2 separate regions of the Pan troglodytes genome follow, and region 2 is linked to region 1. Evidence: chromatin contacts called from public Hi-C data. All regions are on one chromosome and are shown on one strand. Each heading gives the region's core, a stretch centred on a gene start, on an enhancer-like site or on the middle of the called end of the contact. The rest is flanking DNA. Distances are from core to core; before and after follow the strand shown.

Region 1 (5,503 bases), core at 2,128-4,627:
AAAAATTACCTGTAATCCCAGCACTTTGGGAGGCTGAGGCGGGCAGATCACGAGGTCAGGAGATCGAGACCATCCTGGCTAACGTGGCGAAACCCTGTCTCTACTAAAAATACAAAAAAATTAGCCGGACATGGAGGCGGGCGCCTGTAGTCCCAGCTGCTCTGGAGGCTGATGCAGGAGAATGGTGTGAACCCAGGAGGCAGAGCTTTCAGTGAGCCAAGATCATGCCACTGCACTCCAGCCTGGGGAACAGAGGGAGACTCCATCTCAAAAAAAAAAAAACCCAAAAAATAAACAAACAGAAAAATTAGCCAGGCGTGGTGGGGGGCCCCTGTAGTCCCAGCTACTCGGGAGGCTGAGGCAGGAGAATGGTGTGAACCCGGCAGGCGGAGCTTGCAGTGAGCCAAGATCGCACCACTGCACTCCAGCCTGGGCGACAGAGCAAGATTCTGTCTCAAAAACGAAAAAGCACAAAAGAAAGAAATCTTCTTGAGATTTAGAAATGTATTTTAGGAGATGGTCTCTGGGTATGTTTCTCCTAAAGGTAAAAATCTTTAGTTTCCTTTTATTGATTCACGTAACAGTAAACAGGCTTGGTCCTGTCAAAAAGCACTAGAGTGAGGATAAACGGTGAGGGCAGTGGAGCACACTTGAAGAAAGCTTAGAATGATAAAAGGGTCTGGAAGAAGCAGAAGCAACTGGGGATAGATTTTTGCTTATTTATGAAGCATTCAAAAACATTTAGAACCTCTAGTGAGTGTCAGAATATAACCAGCAATGTCTGCCTGTCAGTCAGTTCATTCTGAGTATGTGACACATGCAAAGCAGTGTGTTGGGCACAATGTTAAGAGGAGGAATGAGGCTCTGATCCCTCCCTTCTGGAACAGACAAAGTTTCTATAGGGGGTTTAATGGGAGTGTCATCATAGGTACAGCCAAAATGCTGTGGAAATTGCAAGGAGGTTGAGGTTATTTCTATCTGGGAAATCCAGGAGGCTTTCTCTTCTAGAAGATTTATTTTGTAATCTTTTGGTTGACTTTTATCTTGATTTTTAAAAAATGGTTCATTTTATTTCTGTTGAAAAATATTAGACAAATTATGTTATGTGGAGAATTGAAATCACCTACATTAATTAATACTTGTTTACTACGTGGAACTTTGTATAAACATTGTTGTAAAGTCCAGAAAGGCTCACATAATATTCACTTTTTCTGTTTCTTGGATTCTCTCATGTTGTTATTAATATTTTTATGGACACAGATTCTTAAAGTGTCTTCTTTCTTCATTTTGTGTTGCTTATTACCAGGTTCCACTGGCTTTTTCTCTGAGGCAGTGATTCTTAACTTTGGATGCACATTACAGTCCTTGGGCAACTTTGATGTTTCAGGTGTACCCCAGACCAATTAAGTCAGAATCTCTGCGTCAAGATCCAAATGTCGGTTATTTTAAAACACTTCCCAGTTGATTCCAGTGTGCAACTAAGGTGGAAAAACTGCTCTGGTAGTTTATTCCGTTTGTCCCTTTCTGTCCCCACTGCCATTACCTTACTTCAGTGTCTCCTCACTTTCTCCATTTTCCACTTTGTTCTGCCTGCCCAGGCCAGGCTGAGCTCCTGTCTTTAGTACTAGGGCATTGTTCATTATGTTCTGGAAATTCCCTTCCTACCTATGTAAACCTAATCTACTCTTTCTTCAGGCCCCATATTTGTTTTTCATCTCTTTGCTGAAGGCCATTTCAAACTACATCATCTTACATTATTTCTTTGGTGCTTGAAGTTTTGTGCCTTATTGTATACTCCCTTGAATTGTTGTTTAATTGCATTTCTTTTATCCATTTAATTCTGCAACTAGGTTTTTAAGCCTTTGGAACATGACAACTCCTTAAAAATATTCATTCATGGTCTAGTATAATGCTGCAAGAGGTGCTCAGTAAATGCTTGCTTAATGAACTCATGCTGGTTTGGAGGAATGAATAAAATGAATAATTTTGGATTTTCATGGTGCTAAGGAGGTAATAGTGTGGTGGAAAAAACCAAAGACCCTTACCCTTATGGGCCTTACATTCTACAGGGGATGAAGGAGGAGGCTGTGGTGGTTTATTTCTACTTCCTATTAGATCTTTCACTATACAGATGACATTTGTTGAAAAAATTAAACCAAATACTCTGGAATAAGCAATTAAGTGAAAGTGATATCTTAGAGCAGAGTTAAATTTAATTCATCAGCTGAGGGCCAAATTCCCTTTTAAAGTTTCCAAGGGTCAGGAGGCTAGCAGCCTTAATGTTATTGCTTGCATAGTGGTTTGATGAAGAGTTGGTAGGTAGTCTTGGCTCTACAACTAACTTACTGTATGGACTCTAAGGAAATATTGACATAAAAGTAATGCATTTGACCTCTACTTACTTAACATTAGGGAAATATCACAGACCCATGACAGTGGAGGTTTTGCGACCCTTCAGTGTATCCTTGTAGTTTCAGAGATGGCTTCCAGGTTTCCTTGAAATGAAATGTGGTTATTGTGGTTAAGTTTAATTTGTTTTAGCTCTGTCAGCCTAAAGTTGCTTTGCCTGTGAGAGAGAAAAACAGCTTTGGATGGATGTCATAATCTTAAAAGGTTTAAAAGTGAATGGATTGAAATTAAAATGAAATGTAATTAAATTTGAAAAAGTTATTACCATTTTTTTTTCATGATTGAAAGTCAGACATGTGCATTAAATTACTAAAATACCACTACTATTAGCATTTAGGGATATATATTTTCAGGTTTTTTTCTTTTCTTCTTCTATGCAGAGCATAAAATAACAGTTTTAATTCTCTCAGTGTTTTCTGCCTATAAACATGAAATATCCGTAGAACTAGGTTTCAGACTATTAAGTTAATGGGTTAAAACAGTCTGCTGTCTGGTTAATGGGTTAAAATTTCTGTTTTTCAAATACATAGCTGACTTGGTTGCCCAGTTGTGTGTTTTAATGTTCTCTGAGTTATTTCAGTGCTACTGAGAAAGACTTCTGAAGGGCTCTATGCTTTATACAGCTGACTTCTTTATTTCATGCCTTTCATTCTGCTGAGGGATATGCTGACTGTTAATATGTTCCTTTCTCCGTTTTTTAAGGCATGTGTTTTTCCAATAGTAGAATTTATTGGAACTAAACTTGTCTCTGTTACCGTACCCCCCTTCAACCCTGACTCCTCAATGAACAAATAAGCAAAACCTACCCTTTCCCCAAAACCTCCAAATCTGAATATACTTAATACAATGTCTGAAACATAAAGGACCCTCAGTCTTTGAAATGAACTCCATTTGGTTTTGACCAGAGCAGTCTTGCCCAGCAGGTCATGGTCGTGTTTGACTGACTGGCGTTAGGGCTTAATTGGTAAGAACAAACACATGCCATGGGCTTAAGTAGTTCTAGCTCTCTGCTATTCAGTGTGGTAGCCACTCACCATATGTGGCTATTGAGCACTTGAAATGTGACAAGTCTAAATTGAAGTTTGCTGTAAGTACACCAGATTTCAGAGTTAGTATAGAAAAAAGAATGTGAATTATCTCATTGATATTATTTTAGATATATTGGGTTAAATAAAATCTATTAAACTTTATTTTTACCTGTTTCTTTTCACTTATGGCTACAAGAAAAATCATATTTACATTGGTTATATATGTATCTATAACTTATATATATGTTATAAAAATTCTATGGGTGGTTTATTTCTGGCTTGCATTGTATCTCTGTTGGATAGTTCTAACCAATAAGTAACCAACCAGCTAAGGTGAGTAGATGAGAGGTTAGGATCAACTTTGTTCAATGTCCAGAATGGCATGGTAGTCCATGCATAGTAGCTATTATAACTTGTATTCTTTTAATACTTAAAACTGTAGTTTTAGATAGAAGAAAATTGGTTCAATTTAGGACCTTGTAAGGATAATGTTTCTTAAGGATACATTTTATCTTTGTTCTTGCCTGAAAACATTGGACATAGTAGTTGTAGGATCCCAAAAGAAGAATGCAGTAACTGGACATACTTTGGTTGGACTGGATGTATATTTGAGGAATATGATTATGTTAATATATCAAGTATAAAATTTTAATTCGATTTGGGTAAATTTGATGTGGATTGTATGAATGGTATGCAGCTAATGTTCATTTTCAAAGATCTTTTGAAAAGATATATTGTTATTATAGTGAAGTGAAGCACTCAATTTAGATGTTAATCCTTTCTCAGTTTTGCAAATGCCTTCCTGGAATCTCTTTAGCATAGCCAGAGCTTTTGAAGGACTCTGAAGAGCTTGTTACTGCATTATGTTGTGGCTACACTTTTCTTTTCTTCAGAATTAGAGTAGCTTAATTTTTTCCTGATTATAAAAGTTCTGTGTTCATTATATATTGTCCGTAATCCCACCACTCATTTTTGTGTATAACATTCCAGACTTAATTCGGATATGTGTATATGTACACTTATATCTGTTCTTTTCTTACCTTTTCTTCTTTTTAAAAATGTTGTTAGTAATGATTGTCCATACTTTTACACTGCTTACCATATGCCAGCCATTGTGCTGAGAGACATTTTATCCCCATAATAACCCTATTGAGTTGATAATTGCTCAAAAATACATATACATACAGGTGCAGTTTGAGCTCAGATCTGTCTGACCTGAAAGTCTGAACTCTTAATACTTTTACCATTGTACATCGTCCCAAGTTAACAAATATGATTTTATAACATCTTAATGGTGGCAGAGTTTTCCATTAAAATTAAATACCCCCAGAACTAAAATAAATACTGGAATCTAAATTTCAGTATTAAATTTCTAAAATTGGATATCCTAGACTAAGTAAAATAGATCCAGGTCTGGGATAGCTGCTTGAAGTGAGTGGAATGTCACTTGCCTCCGTGTGAAGAGACCGCCAAACAGGCTTTTTGAGAGCAGTAAAGCTCTTTAATCACCTGGGTGCGGGCGGGCTGAGTCCAAAAAGAGAGTCAGCGAAGGGTGGTGGGATTATCATTAGTTCTTATAGGTTTGGGATAGGCAGTGGAGTTAGGAGCAATTTTTTGTGGGCAGGGGGTGGATCTTATGAAGTACATTGTCAAGGGTGGGGAGAATATTGCAGAGTACCTTCTTAAGGGCAGGGGAGGATATTACAAAGTACTTTCTCAAGGGTGGGGAGGGTGTATTGTCACAAAGTCAATTTATCAGTTAGGGTGGGGCAGGAACAAATGGCAGTGGTGGAATGTCATCAGTTAAGGCAGGAACTGGCTATTTTCGCTTCTTTCTTTTGTGGATCTTCAGTTGCTTCAGGCCATCTGGATGTATACATGCAAGTGACAGGGGATATGATGGCTTAGCTTGGGCTCAGAGGCCTGACATGGAGCAAAAGAGCTTTTAGAGTATTTTCCATGCTAGACTGGTGGTACTTGAGTGCTGTAGCTGTTTAAATGGGCTCTGTGGTTTGCAGGTACAGAGGCTGAGTTTTGTTATACAGTTATGGTATGATTTCCATCTT
Region 2 (5,503 bases), core at 1,827-4,326, 420 kb after region 1:
GTATGTATATTTTCTCTCTCTGGAATGCCAGTATTCCCCCTACGTTTTAGACCAGGAAAATTCCTAACTATCCTCAATCTCAACTCAAATATGACCTCTCTCCCCACCAACATCATCATCACTCAGATCATCATTTCTTGCCTGGACTACTCCCTAACTCATCTCTAGGACTGCCACTCTGGCCCTACCCCATCCATTTTTCATACTGCACCCAGAGTAATTCTTTTAGAGACAGGGTCTGGCTTTGTCACCCAGGCTGGAATGAAGTGGCATGATTATAGCTCACTGAAACCTTGAACTCCTGGGATTAAACGATCCTCCTGCCTCAGCCTCCAGGGTAGCTAGGACTACAGGTGCATGCCACCATGCCTCACTCTTTCAAAAAAATTTTTTTGTAGAGATGGGCTCTTGCACTGTTGCCAAAGCTGGTCTTGAACTCCTTGACTCAAGCAATCCTCCCGCCTCAATCTTCCAAAGAGCTGGGATTGCAGGCATGAGCCACCTCACCTGGTCTACTTTCTAAAATGCAAACTTGATTGTATCACTCTCCTTAAAACTCTTAAATGGTTTCCCCTGCCCTAAAGGTAAAGTCATGACCCCTTAACCCAGTTTGGGCTCTTCTACCTCACTCCCACCCACTTCTCTTGCTTCTTGTTTTCTGGCCCCACTTACTACCCTACTGGTACCTCAGCCAGAGTTCCTGACACATTTTCTCAGCTCCTTGAAACTTGCCTCTCTTTTTTTTTTTTTTTTTGAGACGGAGTTTCGCTCTTGTTCCCCAGGCTGGAGTATAATGGTGCGATTTCCGCTCACTGCAACCTCCGCCTCCTGGGTTCAAACGATTCTTCTGCCTCAGCCTCCCAAGTAGCTGGGATTACAGGTGCACGCCACCATGCCTGGATAATTTTTTGTATTTTTAGTAGACACGGGGTTTCACCATGTTGGCCAGGCTGGTCTTGAACTCCAGACCTCAGATGATCCACCCGCCTCAGCCTCCCGAAGTGCTGGGATTACAGGCATGAGCTACCGCGCCCGGCCTGCAACTTGCCTGTCTTGACCCTACGTGATGTTCCCTTGGCTTGGAACTCTCTCTCTTCTCCTAGCTAACTTCTACTGACCCTTCAGGTAGGTCTTAGCCTGAACTCACTTCACTATAAGCCCTTCCCCAGACTCAGTGAGCTGCCTCTGCTTCCTGCTCTTACTGCCCAGTATTTTTCCCAATACAGCAGTGATCCTGTTAACTGCTTATTTATTTACTCATATGTCTCCCACATCCAATTGGGAGCTCCTTGAGGACAAGGGCCTACCTTATTCCTTGCTTAGCCCAGAGTCTACTAGGCTCTTTATGAATAATTGTTGAATTAGTGAGTGAACCAAGCATTCCCTGTCTTCACAGCACATACTCAGGCACTGCTGCAGCTTCTACCACCATCATTCTCATAGTTACTGTTCCAGATCATAGGTGACTGATTGTCTGGGTGTTCTTCTCTTTATGGACTGGGATTGCACCTTTAATGTTTGTACCCCTAATACTTTTTTTTTTTTAGACAGAGTCTCGCTCTGTTGCCTAGGCTGGAGTGCAGTGGCACAATCTTGGCTCGGCTCACTGCAACCTCAGCCTCCCAGGTTCAAGCGATTCTCCTGCCTCAGCCTCCCGAGTAGCTGAGACCACAGGCGCATGCCACCACACCTGGCTAATTTTTTGTATTTTTAGTAGAGACGGGGTTTCACCATGTTAGCCAGGATGGTCTCGATCTCCTGACCTTGTGATCTGCCCACCTCGGCCTCCCAAAGTGCTGGGATTACAGGCGTGAGCCACCACGCCCAGCCCTGTACCCCTAATACTTAATACAGTGCTCAACATTCATCTTTCCATCCCCCACTCATTATTTTTTAACAATTATTTCTTGAGTATCTACTGTGTGCTAGATATGGTGGGTATAGCAGTGAACAAGGTAGACAGGGCCCTGCCCTCAAGCTCACATTTTAGTGGCAAACAGTGAGTGCTCAGTGAACAGGAGGCTCAGTGGACCTCAGCCCTACTGGGAAGCCTCTGGAGTATTTCCTGTCAGGAGCTACAAAGCAGGGAGTACAGGTTCTGTGGGGAGAGAGTAGATTTTCTTGGTGACCTCTGGACCTCTCTTTGTCCAGGTCTCCTTGGGACTGGCCATCAGGTATCAGCAGCAGGGAGGGAAGAAATGAGGAAGGGAGAGAGAGGCAAGTATAGACAAGGTCTGAGTCCCTAAAGACAGGGAATTGTGTGTGGCTCAATGCCCATGGCCACTTTGCCGAGGCAGTTTGGTAGTCAGCTTTCTTTCCTACACTGGAGCAGAAGAAAGAAATAGAGCCACACAGTGAAAGACGTAAAAGGATAGAGATGATAGAGGAAAAAGGAAGGAGAGAAAAAATGGAACAGAGAGGAGGAGGAGCATAAGGAGAGGGAGTAAGATTGAGGCACAGAAAGAAGGCCTGCAAAACTGAGCCAGGCCTGCAAAACTGAGCCCTGCCTGTGTCATTGGCGGTCAGCTCTGGGGTATAGCTCTTCATTTGGGTCATCAGGGGAAAAAAAATATTCAATTTTGAACCCTTGGAATTCCCTCGATGCTTTCAGTAGCCCACTGATCCCTCAAGTTGTCTTTGGCTCCATCTGGCCATCCCAGGAGGCTCCCGCCAGGGACCTGCCAGCCCCCAGACCAAGATATAGTCATTGTGGACCCTCTCAAGCAAAGGGCAAGTGAAGGAAAAACAGCCTGTCTGAGAACAGCAGCCACTGATTTTCTTCGTTTAAAAAAAAATTTTTTTAGTGCTTATATAATTGCAGAAACCACTGATTTTTTATCTTTCTCAGAAAAGACCCTGTGTTCACCATCTGTTTCCTGACTAGGGGCTTCAGGCCCTATTCTCTGAGACACTGGCCTAACAGTATCCTAATCTGTAGGCACAGAGCAGAAACTTCCCTGAGCTGGGAGCTGGGGAGGCAGGGCTCCCAGATGCCAAGCCGCAGTCTGAGTTCCTTACAGTGATGCTGCTCTTGCTAGAAACCTCAGCTGCTCGCTCCTGAGGCTGGGATGCCATCTGCTGCTCAGCTTAGGAAACTGGCTGATGGGCTGCACAGCCAAGGCTGAGTCTGGTGGGGGCTGGGCAAGAGGCCCGCCCTGGGTCTCAGGAGAGCCATGTTTTTTGTTTCTGGATAAATCCAGTACTGGCCTTCCGGGACAGAGCAAATACTCTGTCCTCAGTCATTCTTCTTAGACTAGACAAGATGCCTCTCTTCGACAAGAAGAGACCTAGGGATTTTAGGGGGATGGGTGGGTCTGCTCTGCCCTTCGCAAAGTTCAGTGTCATCTCAAGGTTAAATTACCGAGAGAGGTCCAGGCTGCCTCTGAAGTTCTATAGATTTCCTCAAAGGGTTTATTTTTGTCTTTTCTTTTCTTTTGCTTTTTTTTTTTTTTTTTAATTTGCAGGTTTAACTAAGATTATTACAAGTTGAGTTAATTGGCTGAATGAAATAATGAGGCCAGGCCTAGAGGAAGTGGGGCTTTGAAGAAAAAAGCATGCTCATGCAGAATTGAAATAAAATCTTCAGACTCTCAGCAGTTTTTGAAGCCCCTGCTCTTTGGACTGTCCTCGTTCAGGCTCCAACCCAGATAGGGTTGGGAACTCTAGTATTTTAGGGGCCACATATTTGTTGGTATTTCTTGAAGAAATGGTTATTCTGAGGAAATTTTCTACAAGCCAGTGTGGTAGCCAGCCTCCAGGATGATCCATCCCCAATGCTGTCCATGTACTGATATTCATGCACTTGTAAATCCCCTCTCCCATATGGTACCAGGGTTTGTCTGTGTGACCAATAGAATATGACAGAAGTAATCATATGTAACATACAAGATTAGGTTATAAAAGACACTGTGGCTTCTTTCTTGGTCACTCTGTCATCTGATCACTCACTCTGGGGCAAGCCAGTTGCCATGTAGTGAACAGTGCTGTGGAAGGTCATGTGATAAGGAACTAGGCCTTCTATCAACAGCCACATGAGCCATCTTGGTAGCAGATCCTCTGGCCCTCATCAGGGCCTCAGATGACTGCAGCCCTAGTGGACGGCTTGACTACAACCTCATGAGTGACCCTGAGCCAGCTTAGCTGAGCTGCTCCCCAATCCTGACCCCCAGAAACTGTATGAAATAAACATTTGTTACTTTAAGTTCTTGAAGTTTTGGGATAATTTGTTTTGCAGCAACATAATAAATTTGTTGTATGGTATTATTATTATATCATGGTATATCATCTGCATTATATCACTTCTTTTCCTTATAAAGTCTGGTGTCTGGACTCCACCCCCTTAATCTCTCTAACCTCATCTCTTACCACCCTGCCTCCCCGCCGGCTTAGTCTCACCCTTGGCTCAGTCTGCCACAGACCCGTTGAATTTACTTTTCTCTCTGATGGAACTCCCTCCCACTCAACCAACCCCAAAATCTCTGCATGGTAACTTCTTTATCTCCTTCAAGTTTTCATTCAAATGTCACCTCCTCAGTATAGCCTGTCTTGACACTCTTCACTCCTTGTATAGTAACTCCTACATCTTCCTTTTTTTCGCTACTGTATTCTTAGCCCTTATAGTTATATAACATGTAATAAAATATCTTTTACATATTTATCTTGTAATTTCTGTCTTCCTCCACTAGAATGTAAGCTCCATGAAGGCAAGAATTTGTGTTTTTGTCTATTTTAGTTAATGTTCTATTCTTAGCATCTGGAATGGTGACAAGCATATGGGAGATATGCAATATATTTAGTTGAATGGGAAAAAAATGAATGTCATAATTTGCCATTTATATCTTCTAGATTCCATGTTATATATCATATGCCATAGTATGATAGTTGACATATATGTTGTATTTAAATGCAGTGCAAGGCAGTGCAGATACAAGGGCCATAAATAAGAAGATCCAACCAGGCATGGTGGCTCACGCCTGTAATCCCAGCACTTTGGGAGGCCGAGGCAGGCAGATCACTTGAGGTCAGGAGTTCGAGACCAGCCTGCTCAACATGGTGAAACCCCGTCTCTATTAAAAACACAAAAATTACCTGGGCATGGTGGTGGATGCCTAAATACCAGCTACTAGGGAGGCTGAGGCAGGAGAATAGCTTGAACCCAGGAGGTGGAGGTTGCAGTGAGCTAAGATCACACCACTGCACTCCAGCTTGGGGGACAGAGCCAGCCTATGTCTCCAAAAAAAAAAAAAAAAGGAGACCCAGCCTTGTTGCTTGTTGGCCAGCTATGTGACCATGAGCCAGGCATGTAACCTCTCTGGGTCTGTTTTACTCGTCTGTAAAGCAAGACTAATATAACTTCCTTGTCTTATCATAGAGTAGTTGTAGGGATCAAATAAGATGACAAATGTTACAGCATTTTTAAAGAGTCTAACACATGATGTAAGTGTTTCTGAAATGTGTTCCAAAGACCAGTTATCCCAGGGTATGAAGAAAAAGAAAGGTCAAA

Evidence for each region. Hi-C and Micro-C count contacts between places; a contact is called where the count stands out from the background.
Region 2: a contact with region 1 is called in a Hi-C map of induced pluripotent stem cells, with 2.6 times the contacts expected there. The contact joins two enhancer-like sites. A contact is called at or near these places in 2 of 7 Hi-C or Micro-C datasets (induced pluripotent stem cells and stem cell-derived neural progenitor cells).

The regions. Positions count from the first base shown.
Region 1 is chr4:136,554,819-136,560,321 of NHGRI_mPanTro3-v2.0_pri, forward strand. All of the region lies in intron 7 of CTNNA1 (catenin alpha 1), which reads left to right. Among named protein-coding and RNA genes, the nearest start is that of LRRTM2, 43 kb to the right of the region's middle. Within about 2 kb of position 3,378, at least 2 of the 24 cell types and tissues checked have an H3K27ac peak or open chromatin away from gene starts, as enhancers often do. A contact at or near this core is called in induced pluripotent stem cells, where this site is marked.
Region 2 is chr4:136,977,370-136,982,872 of NHGRI_mPanTro3-v2.0_pri, forward strand. No RefSeq gene overlaps it. Among named protein-coding and RNA genes, the nearest start is that of MATR3, 31 kb to the right of the region's middle. Within about 2 kb of position 3,077, at least 8 of the 24 cell types and tissues checked have an H3K27ac peak or open chromatin away from gene starts, as enhancers often do. A contact at or near this core is called in induced pluripotent stem cells, where this site is marked.